Regions from separate parts of the Sus scrofa genome. Here all the other regions are linked to region 1. Evidence: chromatin contacts called from public Hi-C data. All regions are on one chromosome and are shown on one strand. Each heading gives the region's core, a stretch centred on a gene start, on an enhancer-like site or on the middle of the called end of the contact. The rest is flanking DNA. Distances are from core to core; before and after follow the strand shown. Region 1 holds the start of LOC110261324 (zinc finger protein 772-like). Region 2 holds the start of LOC110261317 (zinc finger protein 805-like). Region 3 holds the start of ZNF304 (zinc finger protein 304).

The links. Hi-C and Micro-C count contacts between places; a contact is called where the count stands out from the background.
Region 2: a contact with region 1 is called in a Hi-C map of subcutaneous adipose tissue, with 1.7 times the contacts expected there. The contact joins the promoter of LOC110261317 here to the promoter of LOC110261324 in region 1. A contact is called at or near these places in 1 of 5 promoter capture datasets (liver) and 2 of 47 Hi-C or Micro-C datasets (heart right ventricle and subcutaneous adipose tissue).
Region 3: a Hi-C map of embryonic fibroblasts shows a contact between it and region 1, with 1.5 times the contacts expected there. The contact joins the promoter of ZNF304 here to the promoter of LOC110261324 in region 1. A contact is called at or near these places in 1 of 5 promoter capture datasets (liver), 3 of 47 Hi-C or Micro-C datasets (embryonic fibroblasts, heart right ventricle and skeletal muscle) and 1 of 2 datasets of contacts at active chromatin or transcription factors (alveolar macrophages).

The regions. Positions count from the first base shown.
Region 1 is chr6:61,924,967-61,928,284 of Sscrofa11.1, forward strand. It overlaps LOC110261324 (zinc finger protein 772-like), which reads right to left and starts at 1,566. Exons shown (of 4, transcript XM_021097337.1): 1 at 1,277-1,566. The coding sequence starts at 1,309.
Region 2 is chr6:61,693,549-61,696,866 of Sscrofa11.1, forward strand. It overlaps LOC110261317 (zinc finger protein 805-like), which reads left to right and starts at 1,544. Exons shown (of 4, transcript XM_021097312.1): 1 at 1,544-1,902. The coding sequence starts at 1,873.
Region 3 is chr6:61,738,942-61,742,259 of Sscrofa11.1, forward strand. It overlaps ZNF304 (zinc finger protein 304), which reads left to right and starts at 1,741. Exons shown (of 5, transcript XM_021097292.1): 1 at 1,741-2,204. The coding sequence starts at 2,172.

The DNA of each region.
Region 1 (3,318 bases), core at 316-2,815:
GTGGGTTAAGGAGCTGGTACTGCCCATATGATATCTCTTACATCTGGAATCTAATATATGGCACAAGTGAACCTTTCCACAGAAATGAAAAGCATGGACATGGAGAACAGACTTGTAGTTGCCAAGGGGGAGGGATGGAATGGGAATTTGGGGTTCATAGATGCAAACTATTGCCTTTGGAATGGATAAGCAATGAGATCCTGCTGTATATCATCCTGCTGGGAACTATAGCTAGCCACTTATGATGAAGCATGATAATATGAGAAAAAAGAATGTATACGTGCATGTATAACTGGGTAACCTTGCTGTGTAGTAGAAAACTGGCAGAACAGTATAAACCAGCTATAATGGAAAAAATAAAAATAATTATTTAAAAAAAAAAAAAGATCTGGTATTGCTGTGAGCAGTGGTGTAGGTTACAGACATAGCTCAGATCCTGCATGGCTGTGGCTGTGGCTGTGGTGTAGGCTGTGGTGGAGGCTGGCAATTGCATCTCCAATTTGACCTCCAGCCTGGGAACTCCCATATGCTGCAGATGTGCCCCTCAAAATAAAAAATAAATAAATATATAAAGTGTCTTATGACACCAAAACTCTGGAGCCCTCGTGAGTCAAGGTGGGGCTGGAATTGATGAAGGCCTGGATATCCACCCCTCCCCTGTATAGGGCCAGTAATTACTTATGCGACCATGGGAACCTGTGGGAAGAGAGAGACTATGAAAAACAACCACGAAAGAGCCCCAAGGGCTCAGGCCTATCCACTACTCCTGCCCTACCACAAAGCCCTGGGGCTATCGCCCTTCTGTGGCTCTGTCATCAAGGCCCCCTGTTATCGGTGTTGCCTTGGACCAAGTCTTAGCCTTTCTGGGCCCCACCTCCCTCATCCTTACCCCCAAGTCTGTTCACACCTGGCCAGTCTACGAAATACTTTTGAAACCATAAGGTCGCGTCTCTCCTCTGTTCAGAACCTTCTATGCCTCCTATCACCCTCAGAATGAAGGCACAGCTACTCAGGCTCTCTGATCTTTTCAGACACCAAAGGTAACGGGTTTCCCAAACGCTGTGTCACACCTCCAAGCCGTTCTGCGAGCTGACCCCTCCGCCGGCAGGGTCCTTTCTCATTCTCCTATACTGGTTGTCAGATCTAGGACCCAACTGAAAGAACCCCTATCGTCTGAACACATTCACCTGAGCTGCAGGGACCTGAGTGTCCCTCATTCGAGGCTTCAGGATTCAGAGATGGAGGGAGGGAAAGGACCCAGGGGTGCAGCACCCACCTGCACTGGGTCCGTCAGCACGGCCGCCGCCATCCGCGCCCGTGGTCCGGGGAAAGTGAGGGGAAGAGGAGTAGCTGGAAAGCGTTAACGAGTGCAAGGTCCCGGGCTCCGGCGGCTGGGTCACCCGGGCGATGCCACTACGAACCTCAGGTTCGCTTGTTTAGGGCAGAAATCGCCTCTCTCGCGTTTTCCCTGTTGTGTCCCCTCGGGTGTGACGCTGCGGTCTGGAGACGGATTTGGTGGATTAATCCGAAAGCAGGAAAAAATGTCCGCCCAAAAAAGGAAAAAGGAAGTCCCGCCCCCTCGTCCTCCTTATGAATGGAAACGCCCCTTTCCTTGGCCTTCATTGGACCGGTGCCCCCCGATGCTCTTGGGTAATGTAGTTCCCACAGCGACACCAGGGCCGCTTACCTAACTAGCGGCGCCTAGGAATGACGTGTTGGATTTTTGAGGATTGGGCGGAGCTTCACTTCCTCTTAAAGGACACGCACCCATATTTCCGGTGGCTGTGGTCTGTAACGTATCACTTAAATATTTAGGAACATATTATCTCGGGCTTCTTTATGCAGAGAATACTCACCAAAAAAAAAAAAAATTTAAATGGACGTATCATATGCTAATGTCACTCAGACTTCTATAGCTGGAAGCTAATAATACGTTAACAAATATACACATGTAGTGTGAAGCTCTAGCGTTAGTGATGTGGGCCTCAGCATTTGGGGTCAGGAATAAGAGTGAAGACTCTATTCGTGGCCAACAAGACGTGGAAGTGCAGTAAGGATTTAGGACACTGATGTACAGGTGGACAATGGTGGTGTCTCTGGTGACCTCAGAAAACATTTCTCCTGACTGTACAATCAGTGATTGCGTCTAACCCAGTGAGTAACTCTTTTTACAAATACTATTTCTCACTCCGTATACACAGATATATTCAGTTCCTTTCAGCTATGTTACATATATCTGAAAAGAAAAGTGATGGAAGATACTTATTAAGGTATGGGGAAATCATTCTGGCTTATACATGATTTATGTATTTATTTCGGCCGCATCTGTGACATATGTAAGTTCCCAAGCCAGGGATCGAACCCATGCAGCACGAGTGACAATGCCAGATCCTTAGCCACTAGGCCGCCAGGGTATTCCTATACATAATTTAACTTGAACCTTATGCTTGCCAAAATATGCTTTGTTTGTAGCCTAACAAATATGAATTATACATCTGCTTTAATAATTCCTGTGCTTGGCTTAATGGGCGTTTCTTTGCACATTATCTCACATTCATTGAGGAGACTAACCCTCCTGAGTCCTCCCTCCCTCCCTCCCATTATGTGCCACATTGTGGTGTTTTCTAAATAAAGCCACTTGGATTTCTGTCATCCCATGTGTGTGGTCCATTACTACCACTTTGTGCTCGAGTGTTTTACATTCTATATATATATATATTTTTTTTAATTATATGCCTATATATATAAAAATTATATATGTATTGACCATACCCAAGGCACGTGGAAGTTCCTGGGCCAGGGATCAAACACCTGCCACAGCAAACACTACTATGCCACTAGGGAACTCTTTTTACTTATATTTTTACTATTTCTCTGCTCACTTTTTTTCACTTACATGAAAGTTTCAACAAACAAGTTCATTCACGAACTGTATTTGTTCATCCTGATCTGTCATTTGATCGAAGTGATAAAGAATCTGCTTCTCTCTTTGAGAGGGTACATTTTCCTGAGGTTTCAGGAAGCCAGCCCATCCTTGGCTGGTCTAACACGGCATTTCTTCTCCTCCTTTCCAGAATCAACTGGTACAGAACACCTAGTTCCAGAATGTTCCAGGAAGGAGTGAATGCTTCGTCATCTTTTGCACTCATGAGTCTTAGAGCCAGATTAAACTGCTCAAAGCTCTGACCCCCTTATCTTGCCAAGAACCTACTATTCCTGAATGATGACTGCCCTACATTTTGTTAATCTTCAACCCAAACCCTATCTTGGAACATTCTCGCCCTTTCCTCCTACCCGTCTCATGACCCTATCTTAGAA
Region 2 (3,318 bases), core at 294-2,793, 230 kb before region 1:
TGTCTCATAGTTACAAAACAAAAAACACCAGGATTTCCCGTTGTGGCGCAGTGGTTAACAAATCCGACTAGGAACCATGCAGGGGTTTGCGGGTTCAATCCCTGGCCTCACTCAGTGGGTTAAACGATCCGGTGTTGCCATGAGCTGTGGTGTAGTTCACAGACGCCGCTGGGATTCCACGTTGCTGTGGCTGTGGTGTAGGCCCGTGGCTACAGCTCTGATTAAACCCCTAGCCTGGCAACCTCCATATGCTGCGGGTGCAGCCCTAGAAAAGACAAAACAAACAAACAAAAAACCAACCAACCAACCAACTAAAAACAAAAAACACCAAAACTGTCACTGATGGGGACTTCTAAGACTGCATAATACTTTTTTTTTTTTTTTTTTTTTTTTTTTTTGGCTTTTTGCCATTTCTTGGGCCGCTCCTGCGGCATATGGAGGTTCCTAGGCTAGGGGTTGAATCGGAGCTGTAGCTGCCAGCCTAGGCCAGAGCCACAGCAACACAGGATCCGAACCGCATCTGCGACCTACACCACAGCTCACGGCAACGCCGGATCCTTAACCCACTGAGCAAGGCCAGGGATTGAACCCGAAACCTCATGGTTCCTAGTCGGATTCATTAACCGCTGCGCCACGACAGGAACTCCCTGCATAATACAATTCTTGAAGGATGGTTAGAATTCCTAACATGACTTTTTTGGTCCAGTGTTCACCCCATCAATTCCTTTCTCCACCTACACTCATTCCATTGATGGTCTTACCCAGTATAATGACTTGAAATAATAGACTAGCCTAACAACTCCGAAATTTCCATACCCAGGCCCAAAAATCTCTCCTAAGATTCGGACAGGTGGAAGTGCATCAGGGGACGCGCTTTGTGATCTTACAGATAATTTCAAACTGACTGTGCCAAAGCTTAAGTCCTGAGCTTAACCTTCAGTCTCCCCACCTCAGAGGAGGGCAAACCACTGTGGGTTTTCCCGGCCAACTCCGTTACTCAAAAAGGTCTGTGCATTACTTAGAGGAGGCTCTGGCCCTAAGAAGGCCCAAGAGTTTTAAGGTCTGTGCCTTCCCAAAATGTCAGAGCGGGACTTCCGGAGTCGTCTTCCGGCGGTTACTTTGATCATTTATTCGCCACTCCTACAAGAGGCCCTAGAGAAGAGAGAAAGCGCCTGGCGTTAGCGGAGAGCTGAGTATAGTTGAGGATCAGCTTCTGCGCCTTTGCACGTGGCCTTGACCCCAGACAAACGTCTTTATCCCCTGAGCCTCCATTTCCCCAGGAGTATAATGAGTGGTTTCGTCCCTTCTCATTGGTTTCCCCCGCGTTGTGTCCACCGGGAACACGCGGATCTGAGGCGGCTCTCTCGGCCCAATGAGAAAACGGGCTTGGAAAATTCCATCGCATGGTTGCTTGCAAGGAAAAAACTACGTTACCCAGAAGGCTGAGCGCCGCATGTTTGGGCGGATGCCGGCCCAAGGACCACCCAGGACCGGGCGTTTCCTGCGGCCGGCGCCGCGGAGACGGGACTTCCGGCCCCTGTGAGCCTACGTCATCTGTCTGTGCCAGGTGGGTCTTCCCCAGCTGAGGCACCTGGACCCGTGAGCCGTTCCCTCGGTGGGAGAGCGCGTCTCACCTCCGCGTGGTACCAGCTCGACAGCCGCCCCGATCCTTGGAGGGGTCCCGCGGGATCCCGGGCCGTGGCCCCCGCAGCCCTGACGCGAAAGCCTGGGCCTCGCGCGCGTTTCACACCGAGTGGCCTGAGTCTTGGAGTGCGGCGGCCAGCCGGGTACCCCTGCTCGGGTTCCGCGGCCTGGGTTGGGGCCGCCTCTGTCGCCGCCTCTCCGGGCCCGCTCTCCCTTCAGGGTCCCGCGATGGCGGCAACATGGATGGACCCGGCCTGGGTGAGTGGACGATGTTTCTGGTGTTGCTCCTTCTCTGCTGGTTCGGAGAGGGCGTCTGAGCAGGCGGAGGCTGTTAGCCATTGGGTTTCTCTTTGTCCTTGTCGTTTATTGCACCACGTGGCGCTGGCCCTTCATTTTCTCTGCATTCTTACCACAGTGTCGGATCCCTGACAGGCGTTTTTTCAGTGCATGAAAGATGCCTCCTTCCCATCACGCTTATAATCCCGGTTTCCCCACCTTCCCCGCTCGAAGTGCTCTAGACACAACAACCCGACCTTGATAAGTTCTCTGTCACATCCCCACCCCGTCCCCGAACTTTGTATTTGCATTGGCCTTTGCCTGGAATGCTGTTCCTTCGTCTTTGCAGGACTTGTCTCTCACATCCCTCTGGCCTCTGCGCAGATGTCTTCTCTTTGAAGAGGCCGTTCCTAGTCGTTAGAATAGAATGGTCCCTTCCCTGCTTGCTCATGTTCTGGCATTTCTGTGTAAGGAACCTGGCAAAGTTAAATAAGGGTGTCTGGTTGGATTTGTCCAGAATATTGTGGGAGCAAAGACAGTGGTAAAGAAATACTCCTAATAGTCGTCCTTCAGTGAGTCCTTGCTGTTACCTGACAGGCAGGCATAACGTATCACGTTGTTTAATCGTCATCTCTTCGGAGCTAGGTCCTGTTATTGTCACTGCCTGCTTGCTTGCTTCCATCCTTCCTTTCTTTATTTCGTCTTTTTAGGGTCGCACCCACAGCATATGGAGGTTCCCAGGCTAGGGTTGAATTGGAGCTACAGCTGCAGGCCTGTGCCACAACCACAGCAACATGGGATCCAAGCTTCGTCTGCGACCTACAGCACAGCTCACGGCGACGCTGGATCCATGACCCGCTGAGCCAGGCCAGGGATCGAACCCCCAACCTCATGGTTCCTAGTCGGATTCATTTCCGTTGTGCCACAAAAGGAAGTCCTATCATCACTGCTTTCTGCAAGAACAACTTGAGGCCCTGAGAGGTTCAGTTACTTGCCGCAGTTGACTGCAGCTCTTAAGTAGAAACTGGAGTTCCCGTCGTGGCTCAGTGGTTAACAAATCCGACTAGGAACCATGAGGTTGCGGGTTTGATCCCTGGCCTCGCTCAGTGGGTTAAGGATCTGGCATTGCCATGAGCTGTGGTGTAGGTTGCAGACGCGGCTCGGATCCCTCGTTGCTATGGCTCTGGCACAGGCCAGTGGCTACAACTCCGATTAGACCCCTTGCCTGGGAACCTCCATATGCCACAGGACTGGCCCTAGAAAAGACAAAAAAAAAAAAAAGGGGGTAGCAGAAACCAACAACCAGTATGTCGACCGCCACAGCCTGTGTTTTTACCCTTCTCTCCATGGACAGTGGATAGGGAGGCCAGGAGGTGACACCTAAAGCAAGCTTTGCAA
Region 3 (3,318 bases), core at 491-2,990, 190 kb before region 1:
GATCTGAGCCTCGTCTGCAACCTACACCACAGCTCACGGCAACGCCGGATCCTTAACCCACTGAGCAAGGCCAGGGATCGAACTTGAAACCTGATGGTTCCTAGTTGGATTCGTTAACCACTGTGCCGTGAAGGGAACTCCACATCTAATGTTTTTTTAAAAAAGAGCCCACAGGTATACAGATGTACTTGATGCAGAAATATTAACCATTACCTATAAGGTTACTTGCTAAGTCAAAGAGTTATTCTATTTTATACTTTAAAAAATAGGATTGGGAGTTCCCGTTGTGGCGCAGTAGTTAACGAATCTGACTAGGAACCACGAGGTTGCGGGTTCGGTCCCTGCCCTTGCTCAGTGGGTTAAGGATCCGGCATTGCCGTGAGCTGTGGTGTAGGTTGTGGACGCGACTCGGATACCGCGTTGCTGTGGCTCTGGCATAGACTGGTGGCTACGGCTACGATTAGACCCCTAGCCTGGGACTCTCCATATGCCGCGGAAGCAGCCCAAGAAATAGCAAAATAATAATAATAATAATAAAATAAATAAATAAATAAAATAAAATAAAATAAAAAATAGGATTGGAGTTCCCCTCATAGCACGTGGGAAACAATCCTACTACGAATCACGAGGTTGCGGGTTCTATCCCTGGCCCTTGCTCAGTGGGTTAAGGATCGCTGCTGCAGTGAGCTGTGGTGTAGGTCACAGACGCGGCTCGGATCTGGCGTTGCTGTGGCTGTGGTGTGGCCGGCAGCTGTAGCTCTGATTTGACCCCTAGCCTGCGAACCTCCACATGCTTCGGGTTTGGCCCTAAAAAAAAAATAAAATAAAAAGCATCAATGAAGTTCCTGGGTGGTTAAGTTCCAGTAGGTTAAGAATCTGACTTCAGCAGCTTGGATCACTTTGGAGGTGTGGGTTCGATCCCTAGCGTATGAAGTGGATTACAGGATCTGGCCTAGGAACTTCCATATGCCGAGGGTGCAGCCATGAAAAAAAAAAGTATATGTATATAATATTAGTGACTTGTCAAAGAGAAGCCTCTGATATCCTCCTGTATGTGTATGTGAGAACCTTGTGGAGATGATGAATAATAGCAGTTATCAGCTTGTGTGTATTAAAAACCATGCTTTGTTCCAAGCACTTTCCTTTCACTTCTCATGAGGTAGGGTGTAGTATTTTCTCATTTTAGTTGTTGTACTTTGGGTGAGGCGATGGTCATGACTATTAATGAGACCGCCCACCCTCGGGGTTTCTCTGTCAGGTGTAGGTTGAATCCTAGAACCTGCACTTTTAGTAAGTTCACAAGGGATGCTGACCCAATTTTGAGTATCAAAGAATAGGGGGAACATCTCATGCTATTACAGGAAGTCTGCACGAGCGAGGGCTATTCATCGTTCCATTCAAGTCCCAGTCCCAGTCGCCATCCTGGGTGAGATACCTCTCCCAGGATGAAAGAAGGCTCCACCTGCTGGAGAAGGCGGAGGAAGAGGCGCTGTCTCCAGTGACCGCGGAAATATGGGCGCGTCGCCTTTAAGAGGAGCTTAGACACTGAGAGAGGCAATTTTTCCACGAACCTTCTCCGCCCACCGGACTCTGCGCAGCGGCAGGCAAGGACAGGAAAGCTACCCTTTCCCGCACTGGAAGCAGGGCACGAACTCCTCTACCCAGAAGTCTGCGCCAGGAGCCTCCACGACGCTCCAAAGACGTTTCCTGCCGTCGGAGCCGGGAGAGGCGGGACTTCCGGCGGCGCCGTCGTGACGTCTTTTGCGCGAGCCGAGGCTGTCCAGAGCGGCTGTGGAGGCTGGGAGTCCTGGACCGGGTCCCCTCTCATGCCGCTGTTAGGAGCCGAGCAGGGACGGACAGTAACGAGGATAGGCTCTCACCCTGCGGCGTTATTACGATCCATGGTGTCCGTCGTGGGACGGGCCGCCTTGCGCGGAGGTGTCGGCCGGGGCTGCGCGCTTTCCGAGGCCTTCGTCCCGGCTCTCTGGCCTCGTCCGCCTCCGGAGGCGGCACCCTGATCCTTGTGCGCGTTTCTACAAGGGGGAGACTGGGGCTGGGAGGGCGACAGTCATCCTGAGGTCACCGCCCACTGTGCTTGTGGGGGTTCGGCTCTTCTCACAGAACCCGCTCCGTTCCCCGGCTCCTCAACCCGCTTCTGCTCACAGGATCCCATGGCGGCCGCTGGGCTCATGGACCGGGCTCAGGTGAGTGGAGGGTTCCTCAGGCCCTCACCTCTCGGGTGTAGGGGATGGTGTGTTCTAGGGTCTTCACCCCTTCGCCTTCATCGCTCCCTTCTCTGGCGGGTAAAGGAGCAGAGGGCGTCATTCTCGGCGGTTATGTGCTGAGGCTCCCGTTCCCAGTATGGATGGGATGAGGTGTGGAATGGTTTCCAAGACACAGAAGCCAGTTGTGCAGACGCTTGGAGGTGAGAATGAATTAGGAGTGTCTGGAAACAGCAGGTCAGTGTGCTGTTTGCTGAGAACAGAGAGCCGGCAGTCAGGGGTCTGGTCTGGCATGGCAGCCTGAGGAGCTTGTCCTCTTTCTGATGGTGGTGGAACCGTGGAAGGTTTGTAACTGAGAAGGGAAGTGTTTTGACTCAGGTGTTGACAGGCTGCAGAATGGAAAGATTGGGGGAAGCCTGTGGGTGGGCAGGGAGATCAGGGTGGAGTCTGCTGAAATAGCTCCTCAGGTGAGTGTTGATGGTGGGTGGACCAGAGTGGTGGCAGTGGAGGTTAGAGAAGTGTATGGATTTCCTGCCTTTTTTTTTTTTTTTTTTTGTCTTTTTAGGGCTGCACCTGTGACATATTGAAGTTCCCAGGCTAGGAGTCGAATTGGAGCTCTAGCTGCCAGCCTATGCCACAGCCACAGCAATGCAGGATCTGAGCTGTGCCTGCAGCCTACACCACAGCTCACGGCAATGCCGGATCCTTAACCTACCAATCGAGGCTAAGGATCAAACCCACATCCTCATGGAAACTAGTTGAGTTTGTTAATTGCTGAGCCACAATGGGAACTCCCTGCATGTTTTTAAATGTAGGGCTGAGGAGTTCATGTTGTGGTGCAGTAGAAACGAATCTGACTAGGAACCATGAAGCTGTGGGTTTGATCCCTGGCCTCGCTTAGTGAGTTAAGGATCTGGCGCTGCTGTGACTTGTGGTGTAGGCTGACAGCTGTAGCTCCAATTCATCTCCTAGCATGGGAGCCTGCATATGCTGCGAGTGCAGCCCTAAAAAGCAAAAAAAAAAATTTTAAATTAGAAAGTTAAAAAGTGGGCTTATGGAGATTTTCTGATAAGACATAGTGGTATTCTGAGTCTCT